2 separate regions of the Rattus norvegicus genome follow, and region 2 is linked to region 1. Evidence: chromatin contacts called from public Hi-C data. All regions are on one chromosome and are shown on one strand. Each heading gives the region's core, a stretch centred on a gene start, on an enhancer-like site or on the middle of the called end of the contact. The rest is flanking DNA. Distances are from core to core; before and after follow the strand shown. Region 1 holds the start of Smim10l1 (small integral membrane protein 10 like 1). Region 2 holds the start of Bcl2l14 (Bcl2-like 14).

The links. Hi-C and Micro-C count contacts between places; a contact is called where the count stands out from the background.
Region 2: a contact with region 1 is called in a Hi-C map of the A7r5 cell line, with 7 times the contacts expected there. The contact joins the promoter of Bcl2l14 here to the promoter of Smim10l1 in region 1. A contact is called at or near these places in 4 of 12 Hi-C or Micro-C datasets (the A7r5 cell line, Schwann cells, hepatocytes and 1 more).

What each region holds. Positions count from the first base shown.
Region 1 is chr4:168,068,895-168,074,636 of GRCr8, reverse strand. It overlaps Smim10l1 (small integral membrane protein 10 like 1), which reads right to left and starts at 1,537. Exons shown (of 3, transcript XM_017593058.3): 1 at 641-1,537. The coding sequence starts at 832. It also overlaps a transcript of Tas2r103 not described here and the pseudogene LOC134486854.
Region 2 is chr4:168,945,791-168,950,963 of GRCr8, reverse strand. It overlaps Bcl2l14 (Bcl2-like 14), which reads right to left and starts at 1,984. Exons shown (of 7, transcript NM_001024338.1): 1 at 1,921-1,984.

The sequences.
Region 1 (5,742 bases), core at 288-2,787:
ATTCCTGTGAGGCGACTGGACTTTCTTTCCTTTGGAAACAATGTCTCTTTGACTGGAACATCTTCACATACTCCCACTATATTTTCAAAATCCTGCTGTCTGTCACATTTGGCATATTTGAGGGCTCTCCTGTAGTCTGACTTTGACCCACAGTTTCAAAATATCCTCTTGTGGGAGGAAGAGATGAATGTTTTTTTTAGATCACATTCTTGATATAACAAACCTCTTACTCAATGTCTAGCTCACAGTCCAGTATTCTCAAAGATTAATTCAGAACGCAAGTTTGATGTAAATCTGTGTTCTTGAAAACCTTAGCCTTCCTTTCTCATAATGCATCCTGTGCCCTTTGTCATATCCTAAGACTTGCCAGGAGTTTACTGAGGTGCAGTTCCTTTGGATACTTCCTTGGACAGCTGCTCTGCTGCTGGAACAATTTTTTGCTCTTAATCGAATCAGCTAGCTTTCCCTCCTCCAACTCCTAGGAAGGGTAGGCTGCGAGCAGACTGCCCGCGAGCGAGCCTGATCTCGCGAGATTGCACGTTCTTCTCGCGCATCTTGAAGATGCCGCGGAGCGGTCTGGGAAGCGGCCATCTTGCGGTCCCGGGTGGCGCGCAACGCAGACAGGGCTCTAAATGTGTACCTGCAAGCGGATGTTGAGGATCACTGAGCCCGCGATGTAGAAGTACGGGAAGTTCATTCGCAGCTGCCAGGCCAGCTCGAAGAAGGCGAGCAGGGTGCGGGAGAGCCCCTTGCAGAAGACACCGTACGGGGTGGCGGCCGCAGGGCCCACAACCCTGAGCGCCAGGGCGGACGGGGCCTCGGCGGGGGTCATGGCGTTGTCAGACCAGGCCGAGGGTCCCCGAAGATCCGCGCAGTCCCGAGCCAGACCGAGCAGTGGCCGGGATGAAGCGGCCACCGCTTTAGCCTTCACCGGCAGCGGCCGCCGCTCCCTCCCTGGTGGCGCTGGGCGGCGTGGGCTCCGCCTCTTCCTGTCAGCTTCCTGGGGAAGGTTGGCTGCAGGCAATTATGTAACTGCTAGGGACAGCAGCACAGAGATCCGCTGTCCCTTTAAAGGGCAGAGCTCAGTGAGCTGATGTAACTTAACCAACATTTAGTACACATTTTGCAAAGATCAAAGGTAGATGAAAATAAGAGTGTCTGCTATTTAATCCCATAACATTTACTGAAACACTGACAAGGTGATCAGTCACCTTACATAAACGTATATAGGCTTAGGGTCTGCATTTGTAACACCGTAAGTGAAAAGTCATCATATTAGGTTAGGGATCCACCTGTATATTAGGACTATGTAGGTTGCAAGTGATAAATTAAGCAAATATACACGATCTTTTTTTTTTCCTTTTATTGGATATCTCTTTATTTACATTTCAAATGTTACTCCGTTTCCCGGTTTCCCTGACATAAGTCCCTATCCCATTGTATAGGATGTGTGTTAGCACATGTATATATGGTTGTGTTTCCAATTAATATAAACCCATAAAAAGTTCAGATTAGGTATGGAATCCAGCTTTTTGCACTAGTGAAAAACCTAAGTTAGACTCGAAAGACCAGAATATTATTTATTTTCATATTCTTAGTATACTATAGAAATACAAGTATTCATTATTCAAACTTTATTTCTGGCATTTATGTAATGCACTTCCATTAACTTTATTTGTTTCACTAATGCCCCAGTTTAGCCTCATTTATGTACTATGGATATGCATTAATTTCTGAGCATAACTTTCAGAATATAGTATACTTCTAAACGTCGTTATTAAAATTTTCCAGATCTGACTTAACTTGCATATATGCGTTATATATCCCAAGCATCCCCGTGCTCTGAGAGTGTCAGCTCAAAAGGACACTCCAATTTCCAAAACATCGAAGGACAGTCTATGCAAAAACGAGCTAACTCCTTGGACTGCAGGAGGATTTCTGGTTAGATAAAAGGCAGGCTCTTTTCAGGAACTTGTGAAGTGTTTTCCTACCTGCCAAAGGGAACATTTATTTCTCTTACCTCTGGCAAAAGAGACTTGTCATTCTCTGTTAATATATGTCTTTGGGCGCTATCTAGTCTATCAAGGTCCTTGCCTCAACGTTTCTTCAGTCCTCACTCAGTTATGCATTTCCAAGACCCGATGCCCATTTCTGCTGGCCCTCCCTCAGTCCAGCTACTCTTTTGTAACCACCATTATTCGCACTATGCCTTCTCTATTCTCTATCCTTGATATTCTTCTCTCTGACAGACAGTCCTGGCTGTATCCAGTCTGCTGCCGTGTGCAATCTACTTTTTCTCTTGTCTTGACACTTCCAGTTCACCCTGGCTATTCCCTTACATCTAAAATAAAAATCTTCCTATACCATGGAGTAGTCCTGTCATCTGTCTATACACAGAGCACTTCTGTTTCTCAGTAAACTACCTATAGGTCTGGTGCAAATAACATGATTTTGTGAGAGCTGGAAAACTTAAAGAGGGGTCTCATTTATGCTTCTTTTCTGCTATTGTATCAATGCTAAACCAGTAGAGAAACTGGTCCCCAAACTAAGGACTAGAGAATAAAGAGTAGTTAAGGATGAATGACCAACTCAGAATGTACATGCTTTTAGTACACAGGTGTAGTTTATTCTGAAATCAGAATCCATGAAGCTATAAACATTGACTTAAGTCAGTCCGAGCCTGGATCTTCCACTTTCTAATGACAGAAGTATTCCCTCATTCACATACTTACATCACCTGACCCATCCCTAGCCTGCCCTGGCTCTTGCCCTTGTTAACTCCATGAAAATAGCTGTCTTTTACTTTTGGAGAGTGGAGAATATAGCAGCCATGCACTAGGTAAGTGGCCACAATGAAGACTTATTCCTGTAGGACATGCTAATGATTCTTTAAAAAGCTCTCAATCCTGCTTAATGCTCAAGAGTGTTTGGAATCTGATATTTTAGAGGGTTGTGGTTTACTTCTGTCCCTTGAACTGAAAAGACTATTTCACATCTCTTAGCAGGTGTTTTTTAAAAATAAAACTAAAAATGTTGAGTCTTTCATTGCCTGGGAGGAAAAATTCAATACCAAATTCGATGCCTTGGGAATTATTTTCCTGAGAGGATACTTAATGAGAAAGTATCAAACAACATTCAGAAGACTGCTTATAGTAGTCCACACACTAACTGACAAACAAACAGTGCAAACGCCCTTACGTGCAGACAGATCATCAGTTACACCACAGCCTCACCACGGAACCGTATGGGGAAATGCAAGACAAAAAGTCAAGAATTCTTAAGACCTGGCACTGCTTAGCAATATCTTGACTTTTAGCACAGCTAATGGGGAGGGGGAAATTAATAAACTCACTGAGAAAAGAAAAATTACAATAGACATCAAAGAAAATGACAACATAAGAGAATATTTTAAATGCCTAAACTCCACTGAGTTAGAAATCTAAAAGAAATTAAAGAATTTCTAGATTTATATAACAAGTTGAATCAAGAAAAAGCCATCAGTATAAATAGGCTAATAATGAACAAGGAGATTGAACCAATAATTTTCTGACTAAAACATGCCCAATCCAGATGGTTTCAGATAAAAATTGAACTGTAAATTGTATCCTGAGTATTCCAAGATATTTTACTAATATCCACTTATCAGTGAGTACATATCATGTGTATTCTTTTGTGATTGGGTTACCTCACTCAACATAATATTTTCTAGTTTCATCCATTTACCTATGAATTTCATGAAGTCATTGCTTTTAATAGCTGAGTAGTATTCCATTGTGTAAATGTACCACATTTTCTGTATCCATTCCTCGAAGGACATCTGGGCTCTTCCCAGCTTCTTGCTGTAATAAATAAGGCTGCTATGGACACAGTGGAGCATGTGTCCTTGTTATATGTTGGAGCATCTTTTGAGTATATGCCCAGGAATGGTAGAGCTGGGTCCTCAGGGAGTACTATGTCCAATTTTCTGAGGAACTGCCAGACTGATTTCCAGAGTTCTTGTACCAGCTTGCAATCCCACCAACAAACTCAGAATGCTCAAGATACAATTTACAGACCACATGAAGCTCAAGAAGAAGAAAGATCAAAGTGTGGATGCTTCAGTACTTTTTAGAAGGGGAACAAAATACAGACGGAAATACAGAGACAAAGTGTGGAGCAGAGACTGAAGAAAAGGCCATCCAGAAACTGCCACACATCGGAACTATCCCACATACAGTCACTACTGCAGATGCCAAGAGGTGCATGTTGACAGGAGCCTGATATAGCTGTCTCCTGAGAGGTTCCACCAGAGCCTGACAAATAGAAGCAGATGCTTGCAGCCAACTATTAGATTGAGAATAGGGTCCCCAATGTAGGAGTTAAAGAAAAGACTGAGGTAATCGAGGGGTTTGCAACCCCAGAGGAAGAACAACAATATCAACCCACCAGACACCCCTCAACTCCCAGGGACGAAACCCCCAACCAAAGAATACACATGGAGGGACCCATGGCTCCAGCAGCATATGTAGCAGAGGATAGGCTCTGTCAATGGGAGGAGAGGCCTTTGGTCCTGTGAAGGCTCAATGTTCCAGTGTAAGGGAATGCCAGGGCAGGAAGGTAGGAGGGAATGGGTGGGTGGATGGTGGAGCACTCTCATGGAGGCAGGTGGTGGGGTGATGGCATGGGGAATTTTCAGAGGGGGAACCAGGAAAGGGGATAACATTCGAAATGTAAATAATGAAAATATCCAATAAAGGAAAAGAAAAATAAAAAAGGAAAAGATGCATTGGAATTAAACTATAACAAAATTGAACTGGATATTCAAAGAGGTATTACAACGAACATCTCTTGAATTGTTTTTAAAAATGAACAAAAAAAGGGTGGGGGAGAAAAAAGAAACAGAAGGAAGAATTTCAAACTTGTATGTAACAAGTCAGTATTGCTCAAATACCAAACCAGATAAAAACATATCAAATAAAATGAATGACCAATAACTGTGATAAACATAGGGGCTAAAATATTTGCAAATGGGATTTGATATGGCAAAAAGATCACCCACCACTACCAAATTGAGTTTATCCTGGAAATGTAGAGATGGCTTATGTTGATAAGTAAGTATAATAAATAATATCAGTGGATATAAAGCCAATCAAAACATCATCCATTACCTGTGGAAAGTCCTTAAACAAAACCCAATATACTTTAATAATCAAGGTTCTGGAGATTAACAGCCTAGAAAAAAAAATCCAAAGGAAGAAAGAACAGGTTCATGCAGTAGTGTGGATACATTCTGTCAAATAGATCAAGAAACTCACCAAGGGTTCTTTTCCGGTTCCCGTAGCCGCAGCCATGAGCAGCAAAGTTTCACGCGACACCCTCTACGAGGCGGTGCGGGAAGTCCTGCACGGGAACTAGCAGCGCCGCAAGTTTCTGGAAACAGTGGAGCTGCAGATTAGCCTGAAGAACCACGACCCTCAGAAGGACAAACGCTTCTCGGGCACCGTCAGGCTTAAGTCCACCCCTCGCCCCAAGTTCTCCGTGTGCGTCCTGGGGGACCAGCAGCACTGTGAGGAAGCCAAGGCCGTGGATATACCCCACATGGACATCGAGGCGCTCAAGAAGCTTAACAAGAACAAGAAGTTGGTCAAAAAGCAGGCCAAGAAGTATGATGCCTTTTGGCCTCCGAGTCTCTGATCAAGCAAATCCCACGTATCCTGGGCCCAGGCCTAAACAAGGCAGGCAAGTTCCCCTTCCTGCTGACAC
Region 2 (5,173 bases), core at 735-3,234, 880 kb before region 1:
CTTGAGACTCCTTGTTTATGAGCTGGGTTTCCAGCATCATGAAAGATTCTGGTGACCTTTTAGTGATTACATGTGGTCATAGTCACGGGAGAAGAATGGGATGGCTGGGTGTCAACCCAAGTGAGGCTGAGAAGGGACAGCCCTGCCCAGGTGGTCTCATTCCCCCACTACTCCAGAGTGCATAGACTGCTCCCTGAAAGCCAGCTCCCCTCCCCTTGGCTTCTATGTCATGCCTTGCCCCTGCCCTTCCCCAACCTTTCCTGCTCACTGCTTCTTGGTGAGCTGACAAAAGCAACTTCATGTTGAATTTCACACTCTGTCTTAGTCACTTTTTACTGCTGTGATGAGACACTGTGATGAGGGCAACGTACGAAATAAAAAGTATATATGGGGGCCACAGTTCCAGAGAGTTAGAGGACATGACCCTTGTGGCAGGGAGCATGGCAACAGGCAGGCAGGCATGGCATTGGGGCGGTAGTGAGAGTTTACATCTTGAGACACAATCACAAGGCAGAGAGAGCGATCAGAGCTAACTGGGAATGGTTTGGGCATTTGGAACCACAGAGCTTGCTCCCTCCACACCTTCTCCAACAAGGCCACGCCTCCTAATCCTTCTCAAACAGTCCCATCAACTGGGGACCAAGTATTCAAATATGAGTCTGTGGGAGTCATCCTTATTCAAACCATCATATACCCCAAAGTCATAAGTTTCATCTAGAAGTATCTGGGACATCTCACGAAAACCTCTCAACTTACCTTTGGTTCGTCATGCTGCTCAGAACTCATAATGGACACTTCCACAGGACAAGTCCTAGGCCTCTCTTTTTGAGGCCTCACTTGGTCTTTGTGCTTTCCACCCTGTAATTCCATTGCATTTACAAATTTCAGCTCCACCTCCTCTTTTACTCCTTGCATCCCAGGTGGACAGCTGTCCATCCGCTCCTGCAGGGAACTGGCTCTGGGCCCTGCTGGATAACTGAATCCTCAGATGTTCAAGTATTTGCAAATGACAGATCCATGGCCTCCCATGTACTAAATTATTCTTAAACCACTGATAACACTGAATACAGTGTACATGGTGTGCAAATAGTTGTTATACTGTATTGTTTAGTGTTGCTATTTGGATATGAAGGTCCCCCACGAAAGGCTCATGTGGAGGCACTCAGGCGATCTGAAGGAAAATCACTGGAGGTGGATGCTTGAGAAATTCCTTAGTGTTTCCTTTTCTCTACTTCCTGTCTGCTATGAGGTGAACTTCCTTTGTCACACACTCTCCTGGCCTTAATACTGTATCTTACTACTGGCCTAGGAGTGCTAAGCCAAGTGACACTAGCCTAAAACCTTGGAAACTATAAGTGGAGACAAATCTTTCTTCACTCATTGCTTCGAGCATCCTGTCAGAGTGACCAAAAAGCAACTAGTACATTTTGGAAATGTTAGGCAGAAACTTCTCTACATTTCCAGCACAGATGCATTCTTTCTCCCTGAACAGTTTTGCTCAACATTTGGTTAAAGCCATGATTAAAACCACTGTGCAGACACAGGGCCTGCTCTTAAGTTTCTGGTTAAAAAGTTATTTTTTTCAGCCCTTTGGCATTCCTTTTAGGACAAGGTATTTCCTTGGTCTGAAGCTCTTTCGAAGGCTCCTCTCAGTCACCATCCCCATACTAGGGTATGAATGATGGCCCCCTAGAGGGCTTCTCACCTCAAGTCTACATTATTAGCTCTCTTTAGGCATCCCCTTCTTCCCACCCTTGGCCTTGGTGTCTTGACCATCCTGGTCTCTTTCCTGAGGGTTCTGCTCAGAAAACCTGGTAAATTTTCCATTGTCCCTGACAGCACAAACGTCTAGGAAAACACCAAGTTTAAGAGTAGATTGCATTCTAAAACCACATTCTAAGTGACTTGTTTAGAACTCACATTTTCCCCTCCTGCTGATGTTCTTCATGGTGGTTAGTTTTGCTAGGTTAGGCCAGAAGAGGCCATTTAACTAGTAGGGTTAAGCTAAAGTGTGGAACCCTTAGAATCTTAAAGACTAACAGTTTGGTAGAACACAGTGTTTCCATGGGAAAATATTTCCTGGGTTCTGCATTGGAATACTTGGATTCTTTTGAATGTCTGCAGGGAATCTGAGCACCCCTCCCCTGTATTACATTTAAAACACACTACAGTCCTTTTTGGGGGGCTACAATACACCAGACAGTGACAAGTCATTATGTTTCTCTTGTCAATACAGAGAACTGGGAACTGGACACCCATTTCAGATAGGGCAGTCAAAACTACCCTCAGTGATTTGAATGTCATAGGAATAACCCACCGCTTTCTGATTGGATTTAAGGCCTAATTCATAAGTTGAAATCCATACCTGGGACAGTTATAGGGCTAGGAACCTGTAGCTAGAGGTCATAGCCGTAGGAGTGAACCTATTACAGTTACTTCCCTAAATAGACACAGCATAAAACACTCTCCTAAAGATTTATTGTCATACCCATAAGTCGGTGTCAGCGACCCTCATCAAAGAAGCTTCTTTTGCCATAGACGATGGCTAACATAGAAACCCACAATGGTCAAGATGCAGAGAATAAGGACTTTCTGTTCTGATTTCATTTAGTAGACACTCTATGGTACTGATTTATCAATGTCTCAGCTCCTTTTTTAAAGCCTGTGGATTCTGTTCTTAAGACTGATCTTGATTGCACCTCAGCGTTCTGAGATGCTGTAGCCAATGCTCCTTTATTTACCGTTTTCTTTATCCATCTTTGAGGGCAATCTATCTCCACCATGTTCTTCCTCCCTGTTTGTCACTCTTTTTCTCTGCCAACTCTAGTGACGATGGCGACCATTATGACTTTTATTTTATTAATTTCACCTTTTGTTCCCAGCATCTTTGTTTTTTTACAACATTTGAATTCTTCTATTGGATTTCTCTCCCATTTTGCTGGCCTTTGCCATTCGCAGTGCTGATTCCTATCCATCTTGATGACTTTCTCTTCTGTGCCGTTACCTTTCCTCTGCATGTTCTGTACTGGCTTCCTTTCTTCGTCCATGTGATTGGAAGTCAAAACAATGGGCACTTGAAGCAGGTGCTCATATTAAATCTATAATCAGAAAATAGAGAGAAATGAATACCTGTATGCCAGGACTCTGTTCACTTGTCCATCTTATGCAGTCCACTATTTGTCCTGTCCACAATTAAAAAATTATCAATTTCCAAATCAATTGATGTAATATAGAAGATGTCTCCCAGACATACAGAGTCTAACCTTAGACTAACAATGCCTCATAGACACAGAGTCTGACCTTAGACTAGACAATCTTTCACAGATATAGAGTCTAATCTTAGACTAGATAGTTCTTCTCAGACATATAGTCTAACCTTAGACTAGACAATGCCTCACAGACATAGAGTCTGACCATAGACTAGATAATCCCTCATAGACACAGAGTATAACCTTACACTAGATAATCCATCACTGACTTACAGAGTCTAACCTTAGACTAGACAATCTCTCACAGATATAGAATCTAGCCTTAGACTAGATAATCCATCACAGACATAGAATCTAACCTTGGACTAGACAAGCCCTCACAAGTCTACCTTCAGGTCCAGCTCCCAAGTCTAGATTCTACCAAGCTGACAACACTTAGCATTATACTCATCAGACATTTTACTGACTCCAGTGTCCTTGAATCTTTAGTGAAGGCTTTAGTCTTTTAAAGAGCCAAGTTGCCCTATGTTTTTGTGTTTCTTATGTTTCTGTGCTGCTTTGTGAGCATCTCTTTATTTGGATATCTCTCCAGTTTTATTTGAGTATCTTAATGATCAGGTCAGGCCATCCTTGAGGGCTGGGTCCCTAGTACCACTTAGAGAGGAGAAAAAACAAACAACCTGTGATAGCAGCAGCAGCAGCAGCAGCAGCTCCAAATTGTTCTGGAATAACCAGAATCAATTAGTGCATGACGATACGTCAGCCGTTCCTATAAGCAGAGCATGGCAAAGGCAAAGTAGAGTGGCTGTGAGGTTAAAGATTATTTAAAGTAAATGTAGGAATATTAAATTGAGATAGGAAGGGGGAGATGGAGAGAGGACAGACAGAGAAGTAATGTTGGATAAAGTAAAGGGAAAAGTAGAAGAGGAGTGGAGAAAAACAAAGAGGAAGAGAGGACAAGAGATTAGAAAATGGAACTAAAAAGGACTTCCCAATGATGGGAAAATTTGTAAACAAAATTAGAAATTGTAAAAGGGGAATTGAAAAATGAAAGCATACTTGCTTTAAAAATACTATAAAGTCAAGATATTATTAAAGTAGTTGGTTTTTTTTTTGTTTCAACTAAAATACAGGGGATCCCAAATTTAAAATAAATAAATAACATTACTCAATAATGAAAAGATATGTAAACAAAATTAAGTGATTGTGGTGGTCTGAATGAGAATGGCTCTCATAGACTCATGGATTTGAATACTTGGTCCCTAGTTAGTAGAAATGTTTGGGAAGGATTAGAAGGTGTGGCCTTGCTGGAGAGGGTGTGTCACTGGGCGTGGACTTTGTCCATGACATGCCCAGTTAGTCCCGTCGCTGTCACTAGTGTGTACAGATCCGACGAGAGCTCCCAGCCACTGCATCAGCACCACGCTTGCCTTTCTGGTGCCATGCTCCCTACCACGATGATCATGGACTAACCCACTGGACTGGTAGGCCCCCAATAAACTCTTTCTGGTGTAAGCTGTCTTGGTCATGGTGACTCATCACAGCAATAGAAAAGTACCTAAGATAAAGGGGCGGGGTGTGAAGTAAAACACAAAAGCTAAAAGAGATTATACAGTAAAAGTAGTACTAGCTGCATAGTAAGGGGAAAGCAAGAGAAACCCCAAAGGCAGAAGAGAAAGAAGGAAGGCAACAAAGTGTTGGAGACATTTCCTTATGAGTCTTGAGCATTGGTGGCTTCCAGTTAATAGGCAGGGGACATGGCCAGTGGAAGTTGTAAGATCTAAAGTTTATGCCGTTGATGGATAGCCCTGAATCAGAGGTCTGGTGTCTCCCAGAGATGCTCATAGAGGCTTTCCTTTGTGACCAGGGGACTCTGTTGGCCATACCCAGCTTTGCAGTCTGTGGGCTGGGCAGGGTTCCCCATATTCATATTTCTCCTGGTATTCCCTTGTTTGTACCCCCTG